Regions from separate parts of the Danio rerio genome. Here region 1 is linked to region 2. Evidence: chromatin contacts called from public Micro-C data. All regions are on one chromosome and are shown on one strand. Each heading gives the region's core, a stretch centred on a gene start, on an enhancer-like site or on the middle of the called end of the contact. The rest is flanking DNA. Distances are from core to core; before and after follow the strand shown.

Region 1 (6,977 bases), core at 3,041-5,540, 130 kb after region 2:
GATAGTGTCGGGTTAAAAGCACAACAATACCATTTGTTAACGAATAGCGTGACATAAGAACCTACAACTAAAGTCACTTGGTTAATTCTTTTAAACTACATTACATTACATTATTCAGTGTCGTGTGATTGCTGAACTGAACCACAGCAAACGTGATATTGATTACAATATAATAATATTGTATTTTTATTGACTTTACCAGCAAAATTATTACATATATCTGACTTTAACAATAAGAATAAAGTTTGTTTGAAGTGCTTTGAGAATTAATATATTTTTCTCCCAGAATTAATTTTACACCAACAAGCAAATAGTAATGGCGGATGAGAAAGCCCAGCTAATTATTATAAAAATTGCGTTTAATATGTCACGAAAATGAAGTTTTAACAGTTTTTCATGCGAGAATGTAGTTCTTCTAAACTCAAATATGCGTTTGTTTAATAGATAGCGGAGATTCTGACCTCTAGGGAGTAACGGCGCTTCATCACTTATGTGTCCGGCGAAACGAGGCTTTAATCCAATAATATCCAGCTGCAGCTCCGCAGAACCACACACGTTTTAGGCACACACAATCTAGGACACACAATCTAGACAAGCCATATATGTTTACGACGGATGTTATTGTTATTAACGTCTTTTTGAACATCTTCATCGATATATTTTAATGTATATTATTAATAAATATTGTACACAATAAACAACAGTGTTTACTTTACTTTATTCCACAAATATTGCGATTGCCCAGTAAGGACCAATATAAGATGCTTACAGAGCCCACTTCAAGCCCATATGGTCATCCACGGTTGAATCCTGGTGAAAGCCCACTTTCAACCCCTTTAGGCAGGTAGGGCCCAAATGGGTCTGACATTAATTACCCAGTTAAGACCCACATAAGACCCTCACAGATCCCACTTAAAACCCTTCTGGGCTTCCATGGCTGGTCCCCGTGTGAATCCTGGGTGCAAGCCCATTTAAACCCTTTAAGCAGGTGGGGCCCAAATGGGTCTTTTATCAATTGCCTGGTTAAGACCCACATAAGACTATCACAGATCCCACTTAAAACTCTTACGGGGCATCCATGGCAGGCCCCCATGTGGATCCCGGGTGCAAACCCACTTTAAACCCCTTCAGACTGGTGGGCCCCAAATGGGTCTGACATGTATTGCCTGGTTAAGACCCACATAAGACCCTTACAGATCCCACTTAAAACCCATCTGGGCATCCATGGCTGGCCCCCGTGCTGATCCTGGGTGCAAGCCCATTTTAAACCCTTTAAGCAGGTGGAGCCCAAATGGGTCTTTCATCAATTGCCCGGTTAAGACCCATATAAGACCCTCACAGATCCCACTTAAAACCCATCTGGGCATCAACGGGTGCAAACTGACTTTAAACCCCTTTGGGCAGGTGGGGCCAAAATGGGTTTGGCATGAATTGCCCAGTGAGGACCCATCCAGTACCCTTACCCTACAGGTCCCATTTTTAGTACGTCTGGGCTTCCACGGCTGGCCCCAATGTGAATCCCGGGTGCAAGCCCATGATGGGGCCCACATTTGACACCAATAAAGCCCTCATCTGGGCCCCACATGTCATTGCTAGCTGGGTGGTGGATTGAGAAAATCACAACCTTCCGACAGACTGTCATACAGACTTAAGGTTATGCTCATTTAACTCAGACTACCAATCTGCCAATCACTGATGACCTTTCAACTTACTAACCACTCCTTACCACTTATGGCATCCTAGCAACTGTCCCAAAGACTTCTATTGTAAAAAACTGCCATTGACTTTACATTGGACATACTAACAACTCTTACTAACGACATACTGATTCATAGAAACATACTAACAAACATACTAATTATACTAGCAAGCATTCATACTAAATTCATAACGGCATGCATGCTATTTTACTAGAAACATGCAAGTGACATGCTAATATAATATGACTATATAAAAGCTTTTAGTCCTCGTGTATGAGATTTAAGGTTTGGGACTGTGCTGAAGTCTGTTCTGAAATGAAAGCTGAAGTCTCTTATGAAATGAAAGCGAGACTTGACGTCATTCGACATGGTTTTTATTGACGTGTGACTTGCATTAACAGGTGAAAATCCAATCTTTCTGCTTGCACTGCAAATGAGAGGACCCAGATCCGATTCATTCATTCATTTTCTTGTCGGCTTAGTCCCTTTATTAATCCGGGGTCACCACAGCGGAATGAACCGCCAACTTATCCAGCAAGTTTTTACACAGTGGATGCCTTTCTAGCTGCAACCCATCTCTGGGAAACATTCAAATACACATTCACACACACACTCACTACGGACAATTTAGCCAACCCAATTCACCTGTACCGCATGTCTTTGGACTTGTGGGGAAAACCGGAGCACCTGGTGGAAACCCACGCAAACACAGGGAGAACATGCAAACTCCACACAGAAACGCCAACTTTGCCAAGGCTTGAACCAGTGACCCAGCGACCATCTTGCTGTGAGGAGGCAGCACTACCTACTGAGCCACTGCTTCGCCCCAGATCCGATTCATATTGGATACATTTTTACACACGGACAAGGCCTGAATTTGATTTGAGTAAATCGGAATCAATGTGATTTTTTTCCTCCTTATACGTACATGGGCCATATCCGATCTGTACCACATGGGACAAAAAAATCTTAAAGTCACTTGAATCATGCAGTGTAAATGCAGCCTAAGTCTCACAAACATACTTTCTGTCGGATACGCATTTCTTCTCCTTTATCATGATACTCACAAAAAAATATAGCTTGGATTACAGCATCCTCCATCCTTCAGTTGTTGATTTTATTGAAAGCTGCATTGGATGTCACTATCAGCCATGTTTCACTTCAGGGTTATAGTTGTTAGTTCCTATGTAGAGAGAGTTTGCACTTAAATAGATTTTTACATAAGCACACATAAAAGAGATTGCATCAAACAAAAAGTCTTTGCTAATGATCCAAGGGCACTCAAAAACAAGCTGGAGGTCACTGGGGTAATAATGCAATCCACAGCATTCTTAAACAAGAACTGACAACATTCAACTACAATGCAAGACTCTCAATATTGTGAACAAGGAACAAAGGCACTTTGTAACATCTTTCATCAACAAGTAGAGCATGCTTAAATCTTGTTTTCCTGTCTTGTTTGATTATATAATCAAACATTCTTATATCAAAGAAAAATCCATTATATTTGTTCTCTTTTTGCTGTTTTTGTTAATAGTTTAAGAGACATCAATATTTCCCTAAACCTGCATGAAACTATTTCTGCATTATAATGATTAAAAATAATTGTAATAATAATCCCATAATAATACAAATAAAATAACAAGGATAGAAGCAATGACACCTAATTGCATCAGTAACTTGATAACCCTACCTAATAGTTTTAATCAGTCTTACCAATGTTGGCACATTGGTGCATCTGCACAAAGATGTCGGAGAACTGCTTGAAGATCTTTCTTTGGAGAAATTTTACAACCCAACCCAACACTTACAAAAATAAGAAATGCTGTTCACACCCATATATATGTGTGTGTGTGTGTATGTATATATAATGCATCCATGAATAGTTACTAGATAAATGTAGCCATGGTGAGTACATCTTAATATTCAGTCAAAATATGAAATTATGTACATTATTTAAACTGTTAATTTATTCACAAACAATTAAAGAAAATATTAATGTATGATTAAAATAATGAATAATAGTAACCTTAATAAATATAAATGAATACAAACAAGTCAACCAGATATGAAACTAAACTTTATTCAAACTTATTCAAGTACTCATGTATTTCAGACAAAACCCCATGTTCTGCTGCATGTCCATACAGTTGGGCCAGTTCTGCAGGACTTCACTTGTTTTTGCCATCACATCCCTCAGTGCTGCAGTCAGACATGAGGCTGCCCATGCCTGAGAAACCGATTTATACTGGAGATGACACCAGCATCTGGCTCAGATGATGACAAACAGGCACGTGGAGGGACTTGGTCTATAGCCGTGCAGGCTCTTAAAAAAGTTTATTTATGTGTCGGTTTAAGGATTTGATTCACCATTTGCTGAGTCGGTTTGAGGATCTGATTTATAGTTTGAGCGTTTGATTTATCATTGATCTTTTGAGCATTTGAATTTTCATTTTCATATTATTAGGAAAAACTTCTATATATAAATCATGAGACAATAAATAGTCATCAAAGTATTAATAATTTCCGAACATTAAAACCACACCCGTGATATCCGCCCATTTGTAACGAACACGTGAACGCGCCGCGCGTGCAGTGCGAGTGATGTATCCATGAAGTCGCTACTACAAAGATGGCGGATTTCCTGCCCTCCCGGACTGCTATAGTTTGTATTCCCAATTGTCTTCTCTCCAGCGGCGAAATAGATCAAATTAGAAAGTCTAAGGAGATCGACAAAAGCCTGTCTCGAGAGAAGACCTATGTGAAGAAACTAGTGAAGATCTTGCTGTTAGGAGCGGGCGAAAGTGGCAAGTCAACTTTCCTCAAACAAATGCGCATAATTCATGGGCAGGACTTCGATCAGCGGGCCAAAGAAGAGTTCCGGGCTACAATCTACAGCAATGTTATCAAAGGTACAACGCCAATAACTTCACGTCAAATGAGACATCTTCGTTATTAAAAATGTAAAAATTTCAATCTTATTGCAGCGGCAGGTGGAAGTTTATCGATTTCTTTCACGTAACTTACGTAAACTTTCGATTACTCACCCAACCCATAGACGACGCAAAGGCGAGTGGTTTTAAGCGCTTGGGCTTGTTGAACATCAGTTATACTTTTCAGAATAAAACATTTTTACTAATGGAAGTCAAACGACTTTTTAAATACGTTTACATCTGTGTCAATAGTTTACATTTCATATGAAAACGTTCATTAGCTTGGCGCCACTAACGTTAGAGAAAATAACGTTACAGCGCCTACTTTGGTCTGGGTTAGTCATCTCTATGCATTATTGTTTTATTACAGATTCTGATAAGTGTATCTCAGTATGCCACTTATTCTTGAAATAACTACAAAGCAGGAAACATAACTAAGGAAAAAAAACTTTAGTATTGAGGGAAATTTTGTTTGGTTTCATTTTCTGACAAAATCAGTTTTGCCGTTGCCTTGATAGTAGTCAACAGTGTTGGATGAAAAACATCGTTATTATACAGTTCCACGTACGAGAATAATGATTACATGACACTGAATGCAGTCAGAATTATTTAAAACTTCATTTGAACTCCTTGTTATATGTACAGTGACTGTTTTCTGATGTTACTAGCTACTAAAATGATCTTAAATTGACAGGAAATTGCCAAACTTCTCAATTTAAATGCTTAAATTAGAATACATATTAGTAGTTACTTGACTGTTTTACAAATCTATATGATACTAGAGCTTGTGTGGCCTTGTTGACCTCTTAGAAAAGGGAAATATGATGACCCCGTTTGTATGAAGACAGTATAGTTTTTAATGCATTTAATTCCATCATAACAGTAATTCCATTGAATTGATTTTTAAAGCACATGATGTCAGCAGCCTTATGTACTTTTTATACAGTGTTTCTGCTGGAATTGAAGCCTTGATTCTCAATTTGCTCTTTCACAATTGTTTTATTTTATTTTATTGTTTTTTTATTTTATTTTTATTGTATGTTTATTTTTAAATTAACATACAAGTTAAATTCAAATAAAAATTCAATTACATCACACGAAAAAAAAACTTTACAGCAAATAACAGTACAGTACGTTTGCAGTTAGACAATATCAATTGTAAAAAAAAATTCTAAATAAACTAATACCTACAGGATAAAACAAATAATCTGACATGTTTATAGTGGTCTTTTACATAGGGTTGGAGTCAAACAACATTAGTGAACAGATGTAAACCTGTTTGCACATGGTTTCTTTATATAGATCAGTTAAAGGAGAGATATTCATTTTTAATGTATGTGATTATAAGTTGCCTTGTCTCTTCCACAATTTAAGGCTGTAGATGAATCTTTCAAGTAGAAAGCAAAAATTGTCTCATGCAGTATTGCTTTACATTTCTTGATTTTGGAATCTTTAAACATTTACATTGTGGGAAAAAGACAAAAATACTGACAAGCTGTTACTTTGCTCTGTGATCATAGATACAGCAAGCACTGTTTTATGTTTTAGTGTTTTAAAACAGAAATAAAAATTTTTATTAGTTAAAAATAATGGATATCAGTAAAATCTAAAGTTGTACTTTCAATCTTTAAAGTGTTGCTAACACATTGTGTGCTCCCTTTGAATTTACATTTAAACAACATGCTGACGTGTTGTGTTCCCTTCAAAGTATTCTTTAACTTTTATTAACATTTTTCATAAAAATCCTGTTTTAGTAACCTGCACCATGTGTCTTATTAGTATTATTCCGTGGTCTGTTTAGGTGTCCGGGTGCTGGTGGATGCCCGGGAGAAATTGCACATCCCTTGGGGAAACCCTGAGAATCAGGCTCATGGAGAGACAGTGATGGCCTTTGACACTCGCTCATCCCTGATGGCCAAAGGCATGATGGAAACGAAAGTCTTTTTAAACTTCCTTCCTGCCATCCGTGCCTTATGGCAAGACAGCGGTATTCAGAATGCATATGACAGACGAAGAGAGTTTCAGCTGGTAAATATGATTATTACGCTCGTTATTACATTGTATTGATTATTAGACCAAGTAAATGAATGTGCATTTTATCGTTTGCTTTTAGGTCACTGAAGTGAAATCGTGTATTTAAAATCCACCTAATCTTGTTCATAGGACTTGTGTAATTGTGGGGGCCGTGATCTTGAAGGAATGTTGATCTGTTGTTAAACGGCTCGCTGTTATAAAGCATGATTAGCTCTGAGTACTTGTATAATTACTCCTATCAAGCTTCAAACATTATAGTGTAATGCATGCTTGTATTTTTCATGAATTGGCCATGTTGGATATTGCACTG
Region 2 (6,202 bases), core at 2,738-5,237:
TGGCTAAGCCCGTGTTAGTAGATTCAGAGGTTGTTATCTGAAACAAACACAACTTGGATTGTTGCAACCAACTAATCAGAATCAAGTATTCCAGACAGTCATGTAATAATCATTGCTAAATGTCAAAGTTAATAATCAGAACATTTCTGTCATTAACCTGTATATGAATTATGCAATCAGGAACAGGGCTTTAATAAAAGTGTAATGTATTTTGATAGAAGAAACTGCTTAAAATATTCAAGTCAGACATGAACGACAATGAAGATTTATTTTCTACATTTTTTAAAAGATTTTAATAGTTATAAGTGAAATTATTTGGTAGTTAGAGTCTAGAGGTGAAGTAGGATTTTTATTTTTTTATTTTAAAGGGTTAAAGTTAAGAGTGATCAAAAGCTCACTGTATTACTGTAAAGATATAAACCTTTGCTAAACTGATACATGTAAATGCAATACTGCATATGTGGCACGGCTGTACCAACTGCAATTCTTAGTGACTGTAGTTAAATAGTAATTATACAAAATATAAATTCATCATAGACTTAACATACCCCACTCGCTCATTAATCACAAATGCATAAATGTTAAACTATTCGTTCAAGCAGGACATTTTAAAATGATAAAGAGCGCTAATGCATCGATCAACTTTAATCAATACAAAACAAATCACAGTTATAAAATCCAGACATTGAGGGGTGGACTAACTTGATGAATCCACTCATCTTACGCACTGTCTCCATCTAGAGGATAATTACTGAAGAACATGATCAGCAAATACAGTAAAAGCAAATGACTGACAAATAATTATAAAACAAACAGAAACACTTTAACAATAAGGTCTCATTTGTTAACATGTTTATTAGCGAGCATGCACTAACATTATTACAGCATTTACTAATCTTAATGTTGGCTTTCAGGAATTCTATTGTTTGTTAATTTAAACAAGTAATAACACTTTTTTAAATCAAACAATAATGCTGTGAATTAACATGAACTGAAGTTCTTAAAAGCTGTCACATTAATTCCTAGTTAACTTAAAATTGTTAACCAATGTTACCTTATTCTAAAGTCGTGCACAAATATTATAAAAATAAAAACACCTTACTTGATGTTGTGTATTTTTCTGGCAACGATCATCGGGAAGTCAACTTCAAAGAACTTTTTTGGCATTATGTTTTCATCCTATGAATAAAAAAAATACTTTTATAATTTTTCTTTGACTGCTTATCATTTTTCAGTAAGAAAAAAATAGACTTTAAATAGAACAAAAATTCATTAGAATGTATAATTACATTTATTAGCTATTAGCTAACTTTAAGGAATAGTTCACCACAAAGTGAAAATTCTGTCATCATTTACTCATCCTTCACTTGTTCTAAACCTGTCTGAGTTTCTTTCGTCTGTTGAAAACACAATAATATATTTTGAAACAGTTGAAAACCTGTAAATATTGACTTCCACAGTAGAAAAAACAAATACTATGAGAGTCAACGATTACAGGTTTCCAGCTTTCTTCAAAATATATTCTTTAGCGTTCAACAGATAATAGAAATTGATACAAGTTTGAAACCACTTGAGGGTGAGCAAATAGAGAGTACATGTGATTTTGTGCATGAACTATGACTTTAATAAATATGAATGTATAGATTTTTTTATTTTTGTTAATATCTTAATTATATTATCTATCTATCTATCTATCTATCTATCTATCTATCTATCTATCTATTTATCTATCTATCTATCTATCTATCTATAGATAGATAGATTAGACAGACAGACAGACAGACAGACAGACAGATAGATAGATAGATAGATAGATAGATAGATAGATAGATAGATAGATAGATAGATAGATAGATAGATAGATAGATAGATAGATGAATAAATAAATTGTTATATTGAGTCATAAAAAAGACATTTATTTTGAAAAGTACAAGCTACTGTAATGTGATTATACAGTCAGAATAATAAATCTAAAAAAAAAGTGAAATGCAAAATGATCAACCTTTAATCTCCAAAAAGTAGTATCCAGTCCTGCCCCAAGATTAACCACCTGGCAGTCACATTGTGTCTTCTTGAGAAAGTCGTCAAGAAGGAGATTCATCCCTTTGACACGTCCATAATAACCTACATCAAAAATAAACACATTTTGAAAGAAGACCCACTCCTCACTGACAAAGGTTCAGAATTTGTCCCATACATTACCTCATTTGTCCTATTTTGTGTATTTTGTTCTAAATAGTTAAAATAACCCATCGAAAAAGGCTTTAAGAGCAAGCGGCCAATGCTAACAATTATTTTCATTTTAAAATCTGACGTAAGAGAAATCTTCTTTCGCTACTGTACTGTTTTTAAACAGAGAAAATATTTTACATGAAACTTTTATTCTAAATTGCGGAGCTTTTTCTTGCAAACAAAAAGAACCAATAAAAAGGTGTGAAGCATCAAAAGTGGCCCATATCAAATTAATTGGAATACTATTTTGAATATTTTTGTTTTCCAAGAAGTTTCAAATGTACTTTTTTTTTTAAAGCGGATAAAATTGTTAAGCTGTACATTATAATAATGTTTTATTTTTACAATTATTAAAATGGCCAAATTCTGACTGGGGACACTTGGATGTGCTGGCCAGTTTGTTATTTGCCTAATAACTGACAATCGGCTACAGTTTTTCATATAAAACAGATTCTTATTTTTTCCCAATGATATATAATGTAATAAATTTGTATTTTAAAAATAAACATTTATTGATATTTCTTTATACTAAATATTTAGGAAATATTTTTGGTACATACAAAGTTTGGTTATGGTGACCATCTAACAAGCCAATCCAGCTAAAAATGGTGCTTAAAATGTCACTAAAATGCAGTATTTAACTCTCATAATAGAATAGAAAATGAGGAGTAAATCAGCAAAAAAAGGTCTGCTTTTTGAGAAAAGCGAACCACCCTATTCACCAGTCTGGCTAGGGGCATGTGTTAAACATAAAAAACAGCCTTTGACTTCACCATAATATTTTTTTGTACCTACTATGGATGAAAGTGGCTACTTTTCTCCAACATTATTCAGAATATCTTGTGTTGTGATCAACAGAAGTAAATAAAAAAATCATAAATGTTTAGAATGATGATGATGAGGAAATGGTTGTTGTTTGGGTGAACTATCCCTTAACTAAACGCAACTGCACACATTGACCGGCAGGAGGAGATATTTAAACGATCAATCTTACCTCTGTTGATCTCAGGTGCTTTCCGTTCACCTATTTGCCTCACAAAATACTGGACGTAGAGGTCAGTCCAGTAACCTTTACTAGTAGCAAACCTACAAACAAACACAATAAATTTAAATGTTATTATAGATGATCATCGAATCGTATAAGTACACTCCTTATTTTGTCAAAATTATTGGAATAATCAATAATCTTAAAACTTATGCATAATATCTGATATATAATATTAATAATAGCTGCCACACTGTGCACAACCACGACAGTAGCAGTATATTTTTTACATATATGGCAGTTCTGTGAAAGCACAAAAACTAAGTGTGGCTAAATGTGGCTAAATGTCAATGCATTCAGAAATACGGGTCAGTGTTTTCTCATTATTTTATTGCGCATCACCTTTTGCATATGGACGCATCGTCGCAAGTTGCTCTGACCGCTTCGTCAGCAGTGTCAGAATCTGTAAATGATTGTCTGGATGCCATGAACACTTGCAGTTTTGAAGCAATATATGAATTATAGTCATAAACGCAGCGTTAAGTACACATAACGTTACTGTATTCGTGAGAACACAAAATCCTAAATGTTGGCAAAACTGAGCGCGTTCCTTTCGAAGAGCGCAACAGCGTAAGATTGCGTCATTGACAATATTATCAATTGATACTTTAAATATTTCTTCAAGCACATTTATTTCAATAAATCATACTGGTTTTTAACAGAAGCAAAACTGCACCGAGCGCTCCGGTTGACAATCACATGTTTACATCTACTTCCGGTGACGACACTTTCCCATAATGCATTTCGAGAAGACCGTACTGCGCATGTCCGTAATTTTAATTCACATTTATGTGTAAGATTTACATTGGTTGACGTCGAGGTGTTTACGCGTATGATTCTGCAAATCATTTGAGTTGTTTTTATAAATGCCTGTTTTTATTAACATTGCTCACAATAATGTCGCATTCTTCATCATTCACGTCAATGCTGATAACGGGGAAATGTCCCGTTAGCTAACGTTACAGATTTACAGGTGATCAGGATCTTAGGGTTGTAAAACCTGTTGAAAGTTGAGGATTTGGTTGGGATCAGTTTGAGCAGTATTCAAGCCCTTATATGTGAAGGTTAATAATAGATTTTGAGTAGACACAAATTTATTTAAAACTTTATATTACTATATATATATATATATAGCCTATATATATATATATATATATATATATATATATATATATATATATATATATATATATATATATATATATATATATATAAATGATAATGAAAGTTTTTTAAAAGTAAAACTAAATATGATAGTGTACGCCAAGGATGTCCAATCTTGGTCCTGGAGGGCCGGTATTCTGCAGATTTTAGCTCTTACTAGCCTCAACACACCTGGAAAGATGTTTCTAGAAAGCGTAGCAAGAGTTTGATTAGCTAGCCCATGTGTCTGATTGGGGTTGGAACTAAACTTTGCAAGACATCGGCCATCCAGAACTGAGTTTGGACACCCAGAGTGTACGCTATATATATATATATATATATATATATATATATATATATATATATATATATATATATATATATATATATATATATATATAAATTACAAAAACCAAAAAACAAACATACAAAAAACCCTTGTTGTCATACTCTCAGCAGGAAATGTTTTGACTAAAAACAAAAGATTAAGATTTTGTCACCTTGTAATTATAAGGGGTTATCTGCCTTCTGAATGATTTTGAGATATTTAGCTTCAAAGTTTTTGCATTCCGTATAGCAAACAGTATGTGTGTAACATTTGTTTTTAAAATAAAAAGTCTTAAAATGTAATTAACTTTAAAGAAAAAAACATGTCATAATGTAAATAAGTTGTCATTTAATAAGAATATGTCAATAAATTAATTTTGACAAAAATGTCAGATAGAACTTTATCATTCTAAGGTGAGGATTTTACAAAATATTTTAAATATTAAAAAAGAACCAAAATTAAAAATCTAAACGTTTGATAAATAAACATTGAAAATAAAAAAGCAAATACATAAATATAGCATTGAATTAATGTTATAAAATAATACAATAAATAAGAAAAACTATTTACTTTAGACACAAAATAAATAAGCCAACTTTGACAATATATATATATATATATATATATATATATATATATATATATATATATATATATATATATATATATATATATATATATATATGGAAAAAAGTGACAGTCATTACAAATGAGCTAAAATCAATGATTTAAAAAAATGATTTACTTAAAAAGAATATGTGAATAATTTCGAATAATAGCGCTGTCGCATGTCGCCTCACAGCAAAAAAGTCGCTGGTTCGAGCCTTACCTGGGTCAGTGGGCATTTCTGTGTGGAGTTTGCATGTTCTGCCTATGTTGGCGTGGGTTTCCTTCAGGTGCTCAAGTTTTCCCCAGTCCAAACACATGCAGTATATACAGTAGGTGAATGAATGCTCTCGTAAAATCATACTGTGTGTGTGTGTGTGAATGCAAGAATATATGGGTGTTTCCCAGTGCTGGGTTGCGGCTGGAAGGGCATCCCGGTGCATAACAACATATACTGGATTAGTTGGCGGTTCATTCCGCTGTGGCGATCCCTAATTAATAATAAACTAAAAGACTAAGCTAAAAAGAAAATGAATGAATAAATGATTTTAAAAAAATTCTCAAACACAATACCATAATGATTAATATAATGAATGTTTATAGTGTAGGTAGGATAATAAAAAGGCCTTATAATAATAATAATAATAATAATAATAATAATAATAATAATAGTAATGGGCTAAGCAGTGGCGCAGTAGGTAGTGCTGTGGCCTCACAGCAAGAAGGTCGCTGGTTTGCGTTTCTTTCGCTGGGTCGCTGGTTTCGCGTTTCAGTTGGTGTTTCTGTGTGGAGTTTGCATGTTCTCCCTGCGTTCGCGTGGGTTTCCTCCGGGTGCTCCAGTTTCCCCC

Evidence for each region. Hi-C and Micro-C count contacts between places; a contact is called where the count stands out from the background.
Region 1: a Micro-C map of caudal fin shows a contact between it and region 2, with 8 times the contacts expected there. The contact joins the promoter of gna13a here to the promoter of lcmt1 in region 2. A contact is called at or near these places in 2 of 18 Hi-C or Micro-C datasets (caudal fin and hematopoietic stem cells).

Annotation. Positions count from the first base shown.
Region 1 is chr12:22,295,354-22,302,330 of GRCz12tu, forward strand. gna13a (guanine nucleotide binding protein (G protein), alpha 13a) reads left to right here and starts at 4,291. Exons shown (of 4, transcript NM_001012243.3): 1 at 4,291-4,612; 2 at 6,435-6,661. The coding sequence starts at 4,333.
Region 2 is chr12:22,160,983-22,167,184 of GRCz12tu, forward strand. lcmt1 (leucine carboxyl methyltransferase 1) reads right to left here and starts at 3,988. Exons shown (of 11, transcript NM_001004645.2): 1 at 3,620-3,988; 2 at 3,227-3,318; 3 at 2,003-2,124; 4 at 1,103-1,179. The coding sequence starts at 3,705.